Linked DNA regions of Sus scrofa: region 2 is linked to region 1. The links are chromatin contacts, called in public Hi-C maps. All regions are on one chromosome and are shown on one strand. Each heading gives the region's core, a stretch centred on a gene start, on an enhancer-like site or on the middle of the called end of the contact. The rest is flanking DNA. Distances are from core to core; before and after follow the strand shown.

Region 1 (3,622 bases), core at 465-2,964:
TCTCAATCCTAACTCTTACTGCTCTTCCTAGCCCTTAGTGTTTTGTTCATATCTCTGTTAATACTGGCCAGGTGCATTCTTACTGTTTTCTTCTTACGAGCTCTTTAAAGACTAAGAATGGAATGCACCTGACTTTATACTTGTGCCTTTTCCTTTGCATGCAGTGGGGCACAGTAGATAATGGTGAAAACATTTATATATGTAAACATCTGCAAATAAATATATTAATAAATATCTATGAGTTCCCAATGTGGTTCAGCAGTTTAAGAGCCCAACATGGTATCCATAAGGATGTGGGTTCAATCCCTGGCCTGACTCAATGGGTTAATGATCTGGTGTTGCCACAAGTTGTGTTGTAGGTTGCAGATGCAGCTTGGATCCGGTGTTGCTGTGGCTGGGGCATAGGCCCCTGACCTGTGAATTTCCATATGAAATAAATAAATACATAAATAAATATCTGGATCATTGTAGGCTTTTACAAGAAGCTGCCAAAGGAATGAAACCTGGTGAGGATCTTTCAAAGTCTGTTCTAATATAAAGAAAATGTGAGCCAGGAAAATCTCAGCTTAATTTTATGAATCACAAGCAACTTATCTCCTAAACTCTAAGCATTTGGGGCTCTAGTGTATCATTGTGGGCTGTGCTCCTCCCCGAGGTAAAATATTAACCATGCTATCACTGGAAGGAGCAGCTTCCTAACCGACCCACTTGGTAAGGAATCTAAAATCCTGCCTCCTTGGCACTGGGGGCCAGGAGGAAGGGAGAGCCTGAACCACAGGTGCTGGCTCTAGACCAACACAGAGTCAAATCCTGTTTCTCAAAACCCTTACCTAAAGCCTTCTTTCAAATTACATCTTCCAAACTACCTGCCCTCCTGGATTTTATTTTCCATAAAGTAAAGAAGGAAAAAGAACTACACCCATGTAAGGAAAATTGGCATCCAGACATGAGAGGTAGGCTGGACCAGTTGAAAAAGTGCTGAGAGGAAAGGCAAAGAGATGGACTGTGGTCTGGGTTCTAGAATATATTAACTCTGCAACCTAGGCCAAGTTGCTGACATCTCTGAGCAGCAGTTTCCTCATCTGTGAAATGGGGATGCTAATTAAAGTTTTGCCCACCTTCCGGAGATTCTTGCTAGATCAGGTCAAAAAGTGGGAACCACTTGAAAAATGTTTCCCTCCAAGTCCTTCATAAATATTAAAAAAAAAAAAAAAAAAAAAAACAGCTAAAGAGGGATTCTCTATACAGAAATGAATACCACTGGTCTACTCTTATACAGGGAAAGGACTTACTCAGTTCTCAAGGGTAAATCTAGTATGTTTTTGCTCTTTGATCATTAGAGAGAGAATTCTTTGACCTGTCTGGAAATTGTCCTCACAAGGACCTACTTCAAAAGCCCTTAGTCTGATGTGTCTGCTTGGACCACACTTATTCCTTAGAAATAGATTTCTGACCTAGTCTTTCATATGTTCTGCTATCAATTGCTTTTGTATACACACAAATCCTTGAGAAATTAGTTTGGGACTGTTTAAACTTGCATGTGAAACATAAGTGTAAGAATCTGGGAAAATAATCTGTCAGTTGTATGTCATAATCGTCTTAAATAAGCAGTTGGAGGCTTATCTAAAGCTGGCCCCAGCTAAACAAAGAAGGCAGTCAGCGGAGCCTCAGACACTGAACTCTGAACCCTGGCCAGACCTTGCGCCGGGCAGCCTGGTAACAGGAAGGCAGCAAGACACACTTTGAACCAGGGGTTCTAAGGCTGCGGTGGGGTTATGGACAGGGTGACAGCTGCACTTTGCAGCCTGAACTTTGTACCTAGACACCGGGGCATTTAATCTCCATAACAGGCACTTTGTTTCATTACTTATTAACAGCTCCTCCTTGAGTAAAGTTCTTTGTTAATGGAGCTTTAAAATACGATCCCTCTCTCCTTTATCCCGGCCATGGGGGTAGGCGTCTGGGCTGCTTCTCACTGATGGGGCCGGAACATGGGCCGGTCCTTCCAAAGAGAAGCCTTTTCTTCTGTTCAGAACAGGCCCTTGTAGAGGGGCCGCTTTGCAATGACTGCTCCAGAGGCCACACACTGTGGCCCAGTTTATACTCAGAGAAGGTCACCACAGTCCTGGTGCCATTAAATGTCACACCGGGCAATGACTGGTGTCACTTCATCTCTCCTTACTGCACCTCTTCTCGTTTCGCCCTTCTTTTTCCTTCCCCCATTTTTTTCCTCCTTTCCTCATTTCTTTCTGCACATTCAGCTTCTCAGTGGCGCGAGAGTTAAATAATGGTGACCCCTGTCACATACATCATTTCCCCAGCCACTGTAGCCAAGACATGTTTTGTAGCAGCTGGAAGTCCAAGCAATTTAAGTGCACATTCAAGCATCCTTCTTCCCTGGATTTGGAGTTTGGATTAGCAGATGTAAATTAGCATATAGGTGATGGATGAACAATAAGATCCTACTATGTAGCACAGGGAACTATATTCAGTAACCTGTGATAAACCATAATGAAAAGAATATAAAAAGGAATATATATATGTGTGTATATGTTTGTGTATATATGCATTAACTGAGTCACTTTGCTGCACAGCAGAAATTAACACATTATAAATCAACTATATTTCAATACACTTTTTAAGAAACAGGAAAAAAGCATTCTCCTTCCTAAATAAACACATTTCTACTTCACTTCAGCACATCAGTAATTGATATCCATAAGCCCGAAGTGTTAGCTATTTAAAGAGAGGGTCTAGACTCAGGAAAAGGAACATGGGTTATTAGTGAGTTAAGCATTAGTTATCATCCATAAAAGAAATCCTAGTCCTACTGAAGATACTCACACTTCCATGCCCCCAGCCAAAAAATATATAGACACTGTCTCAGTTGCTAAAGTTTGTTCACTATTGATCAGTGAACAGGCTTTGGTGGAGGTACTGACTCCAGGCTATTCATTTAGTCACTAACAAAGACCAAGGAGCCCCCTAAGAAGCTCTGCTTGAGGGTTTGGGGGGCCCCAAAATTAACCTTTCACTGCTCGGCTACTTTATCTATTTTGGGAGCAGTTGAGCTTAACTGAGCTCAGTTCAGACTCTCTTCTCATTTTTCTCTTTATGTTTGAAAATACCTGTGTCTCTCTCTTCCACCAAAGGGTCAGCCCTGAAGTCAGCCCTGTCTGGACACCAGACATCAAAAATTCCCCATCCCTGGCCATCTCTCACTCCTCCAACACACACACACACAAACACACACACACAACCTGCAGGGTGGCTCAGCCCCACCCACTTATCTGTTTCAGCTCTCAGCCACCAAGTCTATCTGTGCTCAAGCTGGTTGACCAAAACCACCGTGAGAGTCAGAGTCCAAGTTTACACATCCCACCTGACTTTCCTCTCTTGTTCTACTTTTCCCCTTGCTCCTCCTCCTCTCACTCCCTCTCCCCTTCTTTTTCAAACTTTTATTGGCATGTAGTTGATTGACAAAGCTGTGTTCATTTCAGGTGCACAGCAAGTGATTCAGTTGTGTATATGCCCTTCTCTTTTCTTCTATGGTTCTTCCCTTCACTCTTGTCTTCTCCCCTAACTTGCTCAGACACACAGTTCTCACACTTGCCGCTGGGGC
Region 2 (3,622 bases), core at 481-2,980, 76 kb before region 1:
CTTCTAGCTAATCACCTTCACTGGCTCCCATGTACCCACAGGAATCAATCCAAAGTTCATAATCAGACATGGAGATCCCTTGCTCCCACCTCAGACCCCAGCTTTATCTCTTCTTCCTACTCCTCTAACCCTTCCCAACCATCCACTAGTAAATTATGTACATCTACCTGTGTTCTCTTTCTGTGCTTTTATGTATGGTGTTCTCAGTGTCCTTGCTTATCAAGTTCCTGGCTAATCTATCTTTCAGTATCTGGTCAAAACTCACCTTCTCTGAGAAGCTCTCCCAGAAACCCTACTTCCTGCAGCCTGGTTGTCTGTGTCTCATTCTGGCTTTCAGTATCTTCTGGCATCTGGGTAGGTGGGGTTTGCTGTCCTCTGCCTCCCTGGACTCTGCTGTGTGAAGATCTTGGGTTCGTTTAACCTTTAAATCCAAGGCACTCAGTGTCAATCAATGTGCCAGGTCCACAGTAGGCACTCATACAAGTTGGCAGGGGTGGGGTGGGAAGATAAAGGGGGAGCAAGAGGAAAAAAAGAAAGAATGGCGGGAAAGAAGGAGAAGAGAAGGAAGCAGAAAAGAAGTTATTGGTTCAGACCATTTTTCTAGGCTCTAGAAGCCAGAAACAACTCTAAAAATCAAGAAATGTTCAACATTAAAAAAAAAAAAAATCTACTAAACATGGAATATATATTTTAAAGAATTAGCTTTTATATTTTGTAACTTCTGCGTAAGTCTTAATAGCAATTATTGTGAATCAATTCCTCTTGAGTGATTACATGATTTAAAAAAACAAATGCAGTAATTTTCTTATTAAAGCCTGCCCTTTGAAATCAAAGAAAGCATAAATATTTCCAAGTTTATTTGACTCCAACATTGAGGTAAAAACCCAATTCAGAAATAACAAAATTCTCATTCTAGAATACTTTGTTTAAATACCAAGTAAAAAGTTAATTATTTTGCAGTTTTTGATGTGTTTTTGGGTCATGAGATAAGTCTACTTTACTTCCTCTTTACCACGGGCTGGAGGCTTTTAACTATTTATGGATTTCACTGATCAGCAAGCTCAGCTAAACTGAACCGCTCCAAGGAGTGCGGAATTTTAATAGAAGCGGGGCTTTCTTTAAACGTGGTTGCCTTTAAAGGGAACTTAAGATATGTTTGAATATCTTTCTTTATAATATGCAAAGATGCAATCATTTGGAGAAACATACAAATAACTTGTCATGCTAATTATAAAACCTAACAGTGCAGTATAAATTCCTAAGTTAAAAAAAGAGAGAGAGAAATCCATGCTGGAGATGGAGAGAGAGGACGTGCACAACACAGAAAACCACCAAACATTGCAATAGATGCTTCCCTTTGCTCTTCATACACACTCCCACTCCTTTCCAAACTACCCAGACTATCAGGGACCTCAACAAAACAAACAAGCACCCTGTGCATGGCAGAGAAGATTGGAGTTTGACTCTAAATATGCAAGTAAAAATAAAAACTTCTTGCATTGATCATTCATGTAGGATAGTCTTGCTTTAGATGTAGCAATATTCTTCACCCTTCTGCAACCTTTTCTCCCTTAAACATTGAGCCTTGCAGCTGGGAAATCTGCCTATCTCTCAGATCAAGAAAGCCTGTCCAAGGCCATCCAGTCCAAGGCCATCCAGTCCAAGGCCATGAGGTACAGAGCAGTGAGTCTGAAGCAAAACTGAGAACCCAGGCACTGCAGTCCCAGTTGGTCAGACCACTAGGCCACATTGCACCATCACAGCAAAGACAAACACCAGGGTTGTTCCAGGGCAGTCTATGTTTGTTTATGAATGTGTTTGCAACCTTTCCGAAGCCTTGTTGTCCTAATTTCTTTTCCTGTTTGCAACTTATGAGCATTTCTCTCTTCTTCACCCCTGATCTAACCTATTTATGTGATCCTTTTTATTCTTTTGTTTGAAATGGATTCTGGGAGCAACTGAAGGAGAAAATGGAATAAAATGACAGCTTCTGGGTTGTCTGGAAGCACATTTATATCAGGGTGTTGGTGCTTATCTTACTGTAGATAATATTAAGGAAATGCATCAGCACCAAAAACTATTTTACAAAAAAAAAAAAAAAAAAAAAAAAAAGCAACCAAAATGTGCTTTGAGCCCAAAACAACTTCAGACTCTCCCCTACATGTTTTGAGTCAAAGAATCTCAAGACAGTGAGGAAGTGATGGAAGTTAGATAATCAATTGATTAGGATCCTTTTAACCCAAATGCAAGGGTGAATTTGCCCAAACTTATGTTGTAAATAGAATCACATTTTCTAAGTGTCTGCTTAAATATACAGGGTGTGTGAAGAATCACATAAGATAGATTCATCAGTCAATATGCTGCTTTAAAACACATGGTCTATTAGACAAAACTGAAAAGCCCAGAAATAAAGTAGGAAAAACAAATGTAACACATCATGATTGCTAATACTTTGATGGAAAGCAGGCTGGTCTAGAGGAGGTCGAGAAGGTAGACCAACTGCTGTTGAACTTCTAATGTGAACCCTAAGCATGGGGAAGATTTCAAGGTTAGAGGCACTGTTTTTTTAAATCTAATTTCATTTAACTTTATTCTTTGATATAGGAATTAATAGGTTTGTCCTAACACTATCATTAAAAGCCATGGTCAGGTCAATATTTGGCTCACAGATGCAATGAATATATAATATTTCTATCAGAAACCAAGAACATATTTTGTAGAGGCAAAATTGTTTTTTCTAGTGTGTAAATTAAATAGCATTTTTTTCCCTCTCTAATTACCTTTGGGTTTTTAATGTCTGTTTCTCTCACTTTCAAAATCTGGGTCTCCAAGACTTGAACACAGCAGTGAGTGAGGAGAGCAGCTGGGTCATCTACCTGGTCACCAGGCTAAACTGGTCCTACAGCCAGCAGTGCCAGACCTCTGAGTCCCTGCCCTTGTGTGTCTGGGATCAGGCAGCTTCAGCTCACAGTGACCTCTTGTGAGGAAACTGGCCGTGAGCCCTGACCCCTGGGTGGGGCGGGAACATTGCAGTCAGGCCCATTGCCTAATCCTTCTGACTCCACTGGAGCCTAAAATGAGGAAGAATGGGATGAGTCTTACCTCAAAAAGGGGTATAAAAGGAAGAAGGGGAAAGATGAACAAATAGCCCTAAGGTAATAGAGATCCCTGGCCCCCATGTCTCCCCTCTTGGGAAGGTCAAGAACTTTCAGCTCTTACTGATGGTTAATAAGATGGTAGAATCTTTGGAAAGGGAAGCTAGCAGCCAGCCTGTTAGTTTGTCTAAGAGAAAAGAATCTAATTAGGAGCTAAACCAGGCTGGATAGGAGAGAAAATGGGCTCTCTTAGGAGCCTTAAGAATGAAAAGAATGAAATGCCACCGTTCATAAGGGATTGAGGGAAACCAGTGTTTCCTGTGATACAACCTGGCTTTTGTCTAATTGTCAACTTACCTCATTATCTCAAGGGGTTTGTTTGTTTGTTTGTTTTTGGCTTTTTAAGGCTACACCTGTGGCATATGGAAGTTACCAGGCTAGGGGCTGAATCAGAGCTATAGCTGTCGGCCTATGCTACACAGCAATGCAGGATCCGTGTCTATGACCTACACCACAGCTCACAGAAA

Evidence for each region. Hi-C and Micro-C count contacts between places; a contact is called where the count stands out from the background.
Region 2: a contact with region 1 is called in a Hi-C map of liver, with 8 times the contacts expected there. The contact joins two enhancer-like sites. A contact is called at or near these places in 1 of 5 promoter capture datasets (liver), 5 of 47 Hi-C or Micro-C datasets (liver and skeletal muscle) and 1 of 2 datasets of contacts at active chromatin or transcription factors (alveolar macrophages).

Annotation. Positions count from the first base shown.
Region 1 is chr13:179,998,178-180,001,799 of Sscrofa11.1, reverse strand. No RefSeq gene overlaps it. Among named protein-coding and RNA genes, the nearest start is that of NRIP1, 84 kb to the right of the region's middle. Within about 2 kb of position 1,714, at least 19 of the 83 cell types and tissues checked have an H3K27ac peak or open chromatin away from gene starts, as enhancers often do. A contact at or near this core is called in liver, where this site is marked.
Region 2 is chr13:180,074,084-180,077,705 of Sscrofa11.1, reverse strand. No RefSeq gene overlaps it. Among named protein-coding and RNA genes, the nearest start is that of NRIP1, 160 kb to the right of the region's middle. Within about 2 kb of position 1,730, at least 11 of the 83 cell types and tissues checked have an H3K27ac peak or open chromatin away from gene starts, as enhancers often do. A contact at or near this core is called in liver, where this site is marked.